Linked DNA regions of Bicyclus anynana: region 2 is linked to region 1. Evidence: chromatin contacts called from public Hi-C data. All regions are on one chromosome and are shown on one strand. The core of a region is the stretch at or near the end of the contact, and the rest is flanking DNA. Distances in the headings are between cores, read along the strand shown. Region 1 holds the start of LOC112049757 (zinc finger MIZ domain-containing protein 1). Region 2 has its middle 53 kb from the start of LOC112055895.

What was found. Hi-C and Micro-C count contacts between places; a contact is called where the count stands out from the background.
Region 2: a Hi-C map of whole body shows a contact between it and region 1, with 6 times the contacts expected there. The contact joins the enhancer-like site here to the promoter of LOC112049757 in region 1. A contact is called at or near these places in 2 of 2 Hi-C or Micro-C datasets (whole body and whole larva).

Annotation. Positions count from the first base shown.
Region 1 is chr12:9,893,944-9,897,540 of ilBicAnyn1.1, reverse strand. It overlaps LOC112049757 (zinc finger MIZ domain-containing protein 1), which reads left to right and starts at 2,041. Exons shown (of 11, transcript XM_024087782.2): 1 at 2,041-2,461; 2 at 3,108-3,256.
Region 2 is chr12:10,229,686-10,233,282 of ilBicAnyn1.1, reverse strand. No RefSeq gene overlaps it. Among protein-coding and RNA genes, the nearest start is that of LOC112055895, 53 kb to the left of the region's middle. Within about 2 kb of position 1,947, at least 8 of the 8 cell types and tissues checked have open chromatin away from gene starts, as enhancers often do.

The DNA.
Region 1 (3,597 bases), core at 792-3,291:
TACGCAGATGCTTATTGGTGTTACAATATCTTAACGAGATTAACATATCATCATCATCATCATATCAGTCGATGGACGTCTACTGCAGGACATGAGCTTTTTGTAGGTACTTTCAAACATCACGATCCTGAGCCGCCTGCATCCAACGACTCCCAGCGACTCGTTTAGGTCGTCAGTCCGCCTGGTGAGCGGTCGACCAACACTGCGCTTTCTAGTGCGGGGTCGCCATTCTATCACCTTTATACCCCAACGTCCCCGCCCATTGCCACTTCATCTCCTCCTCTTTTCTGATTCGATCACGCAGAGATACTCAGTTTCATAAATCGCTGTGACTCTGAGCCTTCCTAAAATGCCCATAGTTAGCGACCAAGACTTGGAACCACAAGTCGTCACTGGCAACATGCACTTTCCGAAGTCTTGCCTTCAGGCACTGAGGAGTTAACATGGAATTAATATAATAGGTTTCTTATTCATAATCGTACTCCTTCTTCTTCTTCATCATCAACTATTTTATACCGTATTCATGTAGGCCTTAGTTACCTCTTCCAATGTGTTCTATTCTGGGATGTCAAAATCCATACACTTGGGAGCCGCTGGATGCTGGCGACCCATTTTGTTTGGAAGTCCATGCAAGAGATCTATGTCCAACAGTGGACGTCCATCGGCTGATAATGATGATGATGATGACCATGCACTTCATTGCTAAATCAAGTTACAAATAAGACACTGCAATGTAGGTCGACAAAAAAATAGTAGAAGTAAAGCCTACTAAGCCTAGGAGAAATAGAGATGTCTGAAACTTTTAGACACCGAAAATTTTACAGGAATTTTTAGGTTGTAGAAGATAACTGAGAACGGATTTTGGATGGGAGGGAAATGGGAAAGTCAGTTCTTTATATACTTGTAACTAGGTTACTAGTTACTAGGATCAGAAAATTAAGGACGAAGCTGGTGTCTGCTAGTTTATATATACTTTACGATATTTAGAGATTATGTATAAGATTTGTTTACGAATTAGATTATGTGCGGGGAGGCGCATCGGAACGCGGACGAATGCGCGCGCGCCGCGCTTTCCTGACTTTCCAGTCGGCGGCGACTGCCGGACGAAAATTATAGCGTATCAATAAACGATTTCATAGTTACTACGACTCACACGCACGCACATTATCTATTCTGAGGCATAACTACGAGATTATTACGAGAAAACTTGTATGGAGGATTAACGTTTATGTTTATGGTCATTTTTGACAACGGACTTATTGTTCACGGCATTAAGCAACGTTAAAAAATTGCCTACAATTTTTATTTTTTAATAATTCGTTACATGTGTGTGTTGAGGCCTAGAAACGCTCATCAGACCTTGTAACCGATTTTACATGTAGATACTGTATTGCTGCGATATAAAATGCACATAAATTAAATCGGAGCAAGCGAAAATATGTGAACAATCAACAAATCATCGTGTCGTTTAAAGATGTGTGCAAAATGTGTACGTGCGACGCTGACGGCGTGGCAAGGACACCGCAGGACGAGTCACTTGTCCTCTGTCGTCATGCGCAGGTAGTGACCAGAGGACGACTTCGCCATTGTTTATCGCTGTTAATTATTATGCTCCGACACAGTCGCAGACGAACGCTCTTGCCGAATGCCGACCGAGTCCGCGCCTCAAACGGACTAAACGATCATTTTAATTAATCTCTCAGTACGAGACATTTGCATCTTTACTAGCATGAACTAGAATCTCAATTGAATTAACATGTATACGACGAATTAATACGCTCGTCTAATGTAACCAATACAAATATCATTTAGCGAAAGATTACTGCAACTATCATGCTTGCAGTATCGCGCTCGATTGAGAACCGTTACGTGAAATGAAACGTCGAGTACGCGGGGTGGGGCAGGGAGTCTACTTGATGACGATGGCGCCCGAGCTCGGCCGAGTACAGAATGCCGAGACGTCGACGTACGGTGGGGGGACGCGGGGGTGCGCCACTTTATCGCCGCGAGCTGGCAACGTCGCGCGGGGTGGGAGCGCCCCGCGGCGCAACCTCTCACTCACCGTCGCCGGTTCGCCAGCCAGTGTTACCTTTGACGGTCGAACGTGTGGTTGTTTGATGTCAGTGACGTCGGCGTCGGCACTCGTGCAACACGTCTATCATGTTTCGTTGAATGCAGAGTGCGATCCGTTTATGAACTGTAACAACTCGTTTAATTTATCAAATGCTGGATTTTAGTGACACGACAAAATTTTGTGACCCACCCCCCATTGGATTTGGATTGTTTTTATGAACTGTGCAGTGACATTTAAATTTTAAGACACAAAACAGTGCAGTGACCACCCAAAGGATTGCAAAGTGTTGTCAATTTGGATTTTTACAGAAGACCTTGGATATGAAAGAATTACGAAAATTAAAGTGCTAATGACTTGCGGAGGATTTGTAGTGAATTAAATTAAAAGGTGTGTGAATTGTTGTGAGACAAAAAAATATATTAGTCGCTAAAAAAAAATATTTTCAATCAAAATTACTTTAGCTAATTTTTTTTACATTCGCGAGAATAAATCAGGCTGTAATAATTATTGCGCTACGAACGTTACAGTCGTAGAGTCCGGCTACGCAAATTTTCCTTCAGCTGATCATGACATGGCAACGTAGACACGTCACGTACATCGATGTAGCGAGTTTTTAAAAAATACGATTAAACTGATGCTGCATTCGATTCAATTTATTTACAAAAAAAAAATTACAACTTTAACAAATAATCTGTCGGAATTAAATATTCTATTAAATATCTGCTTACATAAAAGTTGTGACGTTGCATTTTTTGCGAACGTTTCGTCGATTGTTGACGTTGCGGCGTTCAGTTTGTCTGAAAAACAGACGGTAACATCGCAATACAAGCCCAAACAGTGACACGAACAGAATGGAAAGGAAAATTGGAAATTGCTGCCTCTGTGAAGGTTACGAGCGCGATTCATAGATGCAAAAAATGCACTGCCTACCAGTATTGGAGAAGGAAATTTCCATTTTGTATAAAGTGCATACCCTGGTTAAAATTGTGCACGCCACTGGTGACGAGTATCAATGAGGTACGTCGTGTTTCAGGAGGCGCGTTGATTCGACAGGACGGCGCACTCTGGTAATACGGCAGGATACGCGGGAGCCAACGTAAGCTACGCGGGAGCTCAAGCTCCCGACTCAGAAAGGCATCATATTCTGCAGGATACCATAGGCTACAGGGTAAACGCGCCAAGGTCAGTACACTTACGAATTACACAAAATATTTATTTAATTATCGTGCTTTTATATAAAACCTCCTTAATCCGGCATTATCGCAAAATTCGTTCTTAGCGGTCACCTACTTACTATAAACTACCACCCTGCAAATTTTCATCTTTGTACGTCAAGCTTTTTTTGAGATTTCATGATGATTTTCCTTTCGCATTTATATATTAAGATCATAAAAAGTTATATAATATAGACGAAAATGATAATAGAAATAAAATAAATCATACATATAAAAGCACGAAAATTATTTAACTTATATAAGATAATATAGTAGATTAAAATATTAACAACATGACATAAAACAAAC
Region 2 (3,597 bases), core at 698-3,197, 340 kb before region 1:
TAAATCAATGGAAGATTTACACCTTGGCTTGGAAGAATATGTAAACAAAGTAAAAAACGGGCGAGACTATCGGATTCCTGAGATAATAGTTTTCAACAAAAGCACGTTTTATTAGATAATATTTTTAGCGATGTATAGCCTGTAATATAGCTTATCAACCGATAGTATATGTTTTTATTTATATATTTTAATCATATGTATAATTAAATGTGTAATATGTTGTGTGTAATGTCGCCCTTAAAAAGTGCACTTAGTTGACTTGTAAGATCTGGATCTCTAAACCCGGTCATTTTTTCCAATTTACAATAGACTTGAACATTGCTTAACGGACAAAATATCTACTATAGTGTTTATAAGGCACGCTTATTAACGCCATAACATTATTTTTAAAAGTTTAAAATAATTAGTTTAAAACATTATCCATTTAATTAATTAAAAGTAAACACATTAGAAGATTTCACTCAAAATGCAACTCTGTGGGTGGTATCAATTCGCTAAAAGCCTAACTAAAATTCGAAAATCCAAAAACATCTAAAATTACTAAAATAAGAGAAAACAAATTCGAAGCTAAAATAACACGCAGCGTTTACGGAGCTGACTATAAGATAAACATGATTGATCCAGAAATAACGGTCAAGGAATTTCGATTGCTACTGCTGTCTATTTACTACGAGATTTTGGAATTTTCAGTCTGAGATTTTAACACGTGATTTGCATTTTATTTATAAACAAATGTACCTACTTTCTATTGTGATAATGCAATGTTGAGCCTACATCAAGATTTCATCTTTCGTTCTGTAATAACTTTCTAGGATAGGATTATTCTAGATCATCTCTGTAAATTATTAAGCAATGGAACATTAAGGTTAAAATTGTGTAAACTAACTACCTGTTTAATAAAATTACTTTTGATGTATAATTATTATTTGTTTGTGCTACTCATCAACAGATGGCAGCACCTGTAATTTTATGGCAGTTTTGTAAAAATTGAATCGCTTATACTCTACACAGGGCTTTGATATAAATTGTATGTTCAAAAATATTTTGATTTATTTGATTGAATTAGTGGTAAATTAAATTAATACGTGAGCTCTTTATCAATGGTAGACCTAGGGTACTAATGGTAATTAAATAAGAATTAGAGTAGTCTAAGATATCAGTTAAGGCTAAAATCTAAAAAAAAAATAACAGAAAATAACTACCTATCTACTTAGGTAGTGATATTTGTGTTTTTTTTTAATATTCTGTGCGTGTTTGTACAAATTCTTTTTTTAAGACCAACGTAAAAAAAAATTCTCTCTCTCTATTTAAAAAAAAACTGAAAGATTGGATTAATTAATTTTGGATTAACTAGGTACCTACGGGTAGAGAAAATCGTTATACCTAATACAAAATTAGATACATAAATAGAGTACCTATCTTGTTTGATATTTAAAATATTATGTTAGTAACAATTTTAATCGGTCAACAACAACATAAAACAAATTTACCAAAAATAATAAAATGTTACAATGAATAATTAAAGCAAATTAAATTACTGTTATGATAGCTTATCTAAACATTTAAAGCCGAGCGAAACATTTGTCAAATACAAATGACGCGCGGTCGCTAATTTTCTGTTGCGTGTAAAATTGAAGAGTCACCTGGCTGCATACGTCAGTCAAACAGCGCGCGCTATTTTTATTTTGGTATTATTCTGTCTACTTACTACTGCCAACGCTCCACTTGCCGCTATAAAAAGCCAATATCAACTTTAACGTCGTTGAGATTGCCCGCATTATCTCATGATTATCGCGTGTCAAAACATCGCCACGCTCGCGATACTTCGCATGTAATCTGATAAACGATGTACGCTGCACGCTTCGCGCTTTTACTCTATCCCTCTCACACCTACGGTATATGTAGAGTGCTCTCCCATTCTGCGGGTCATCCATTTCATTCATGCGCGGTACACCTCGGCGGGCGCGCTGTTTACAGACACAAACAAACTGTACACTGCAAACCGCTTTGCTTGAAGTACGAGACTGTGAAAGTGATATAGTCAAGTGCTTCCGTCTCGCTCTAGAAGCCGAGCATCTAGTTCCCGCGGCACTCATAGATGGCGTTAGGCGTACCGATTTGTAGTTTGTGTCACAATAAATTTGGGCGCGACGTTGCCGTACTTCGCCACCCGATGCGGTGGCGGGTGCGCGTTTTGTAAGCGGCAATGTTATGTTTGTGTCTGTGGAGATGTTATGACGGGGGCACAGAGGTTAATTTGGGTTAAGCGGGGTGCAGGTATAAGTTGGCGCGTGTGTAAGCGTCACGTAACGTAAAGTGCGTGGTTCACACACGTACGCTATCTGTCAGTAGGCAGTAGCTAATGCGATGCGAGCGATGCGCTGCGGATCGGCGATCGCTTGCGGTGCCGCTTGTCCGCGCGGTTTATAGCATTTAATTCAATTTAGTAATTGATACGTTTGTCTGCTCACTTTGCCGCTTTGTAGTTCGCCTCTTGTGCAAACTTTGTGTAAATTATTTACTCGCTTTTTGGGACTTGATTCATGATTTTATTTACACTTATTAAATAAATTATTATTAAGTATTTAACTGTCTATATTTTTTATTATTTACCCATTAATTATAATAATTAGAATTAAATATCTAGGTGTGATATAGCATAGATAGCAAATATTTTACGTAAGACACCTCGAGTTAGTAACAATTAATTAAGGATCGACTACAATTAAGTATGAATAACTTGGAAAATTAATTATATAAAAGAATATCAATAACGTATTAAATTAGATTTTAAAAATTACTTAATTATTATTAGAATCTTTACGAGATTGAGATTCGTAATAAAGAGATACTTAAAAGAATTCCCAAGATGCGGGAAAAAGGCGACTCCGCACTAGAAAGCGTAGGGTTGGTAGGTATACCCCTACTAAGGCTCGCAAAGAGTCGCTGATTTATAAGACCATTGGGTCTGAAATTCCCTACAAACGACATATTATGTGTCGTTGTGGACATCCATCAGCTGATTTGATGATGACGATAGCGTAGGCAATTTTGCTTCAGATTTAATAACAAACTCTGAAACAAGTCTATTAAAAAAAATAATTAATCAAAACCAAATAAGAGCAAAATTGACAAACTGACATGTGCCTAAACATGGTAATTCACGCGCCGCATTCTTCGATACACCGCCGGAACCGTTGCGGCTTATACACTTATAAAACATATTCTCATTGCCTTAATACCCGTTTTATACACTCTGATAGCACTTACTAGGTACCTATTGTTTTAGATCCGTGTTGAGAGTGTTTTTCATTGCATAAGTATTTATCACGTTGTCATATTCCTTTATAAAAAAATGTGCAACTACCTTAGTATCAGTTTGACTGCAATCTCACCATACGATGCTCGCCAATTCTTATTAATTCACTATACCACAGAAAAGATATTACAACCAGTAGTTGGACTTCATACTAGAGGTCGAAACGCGAGCTATACCTACGCTCCTTGAACATGGGGTGATCGTAGGGTGAAGACCAGTGTTGCCAGAAGGTTACTTTTGTAACCTTTTAGGTGATTTTTTGACTGCATTGGTTACTT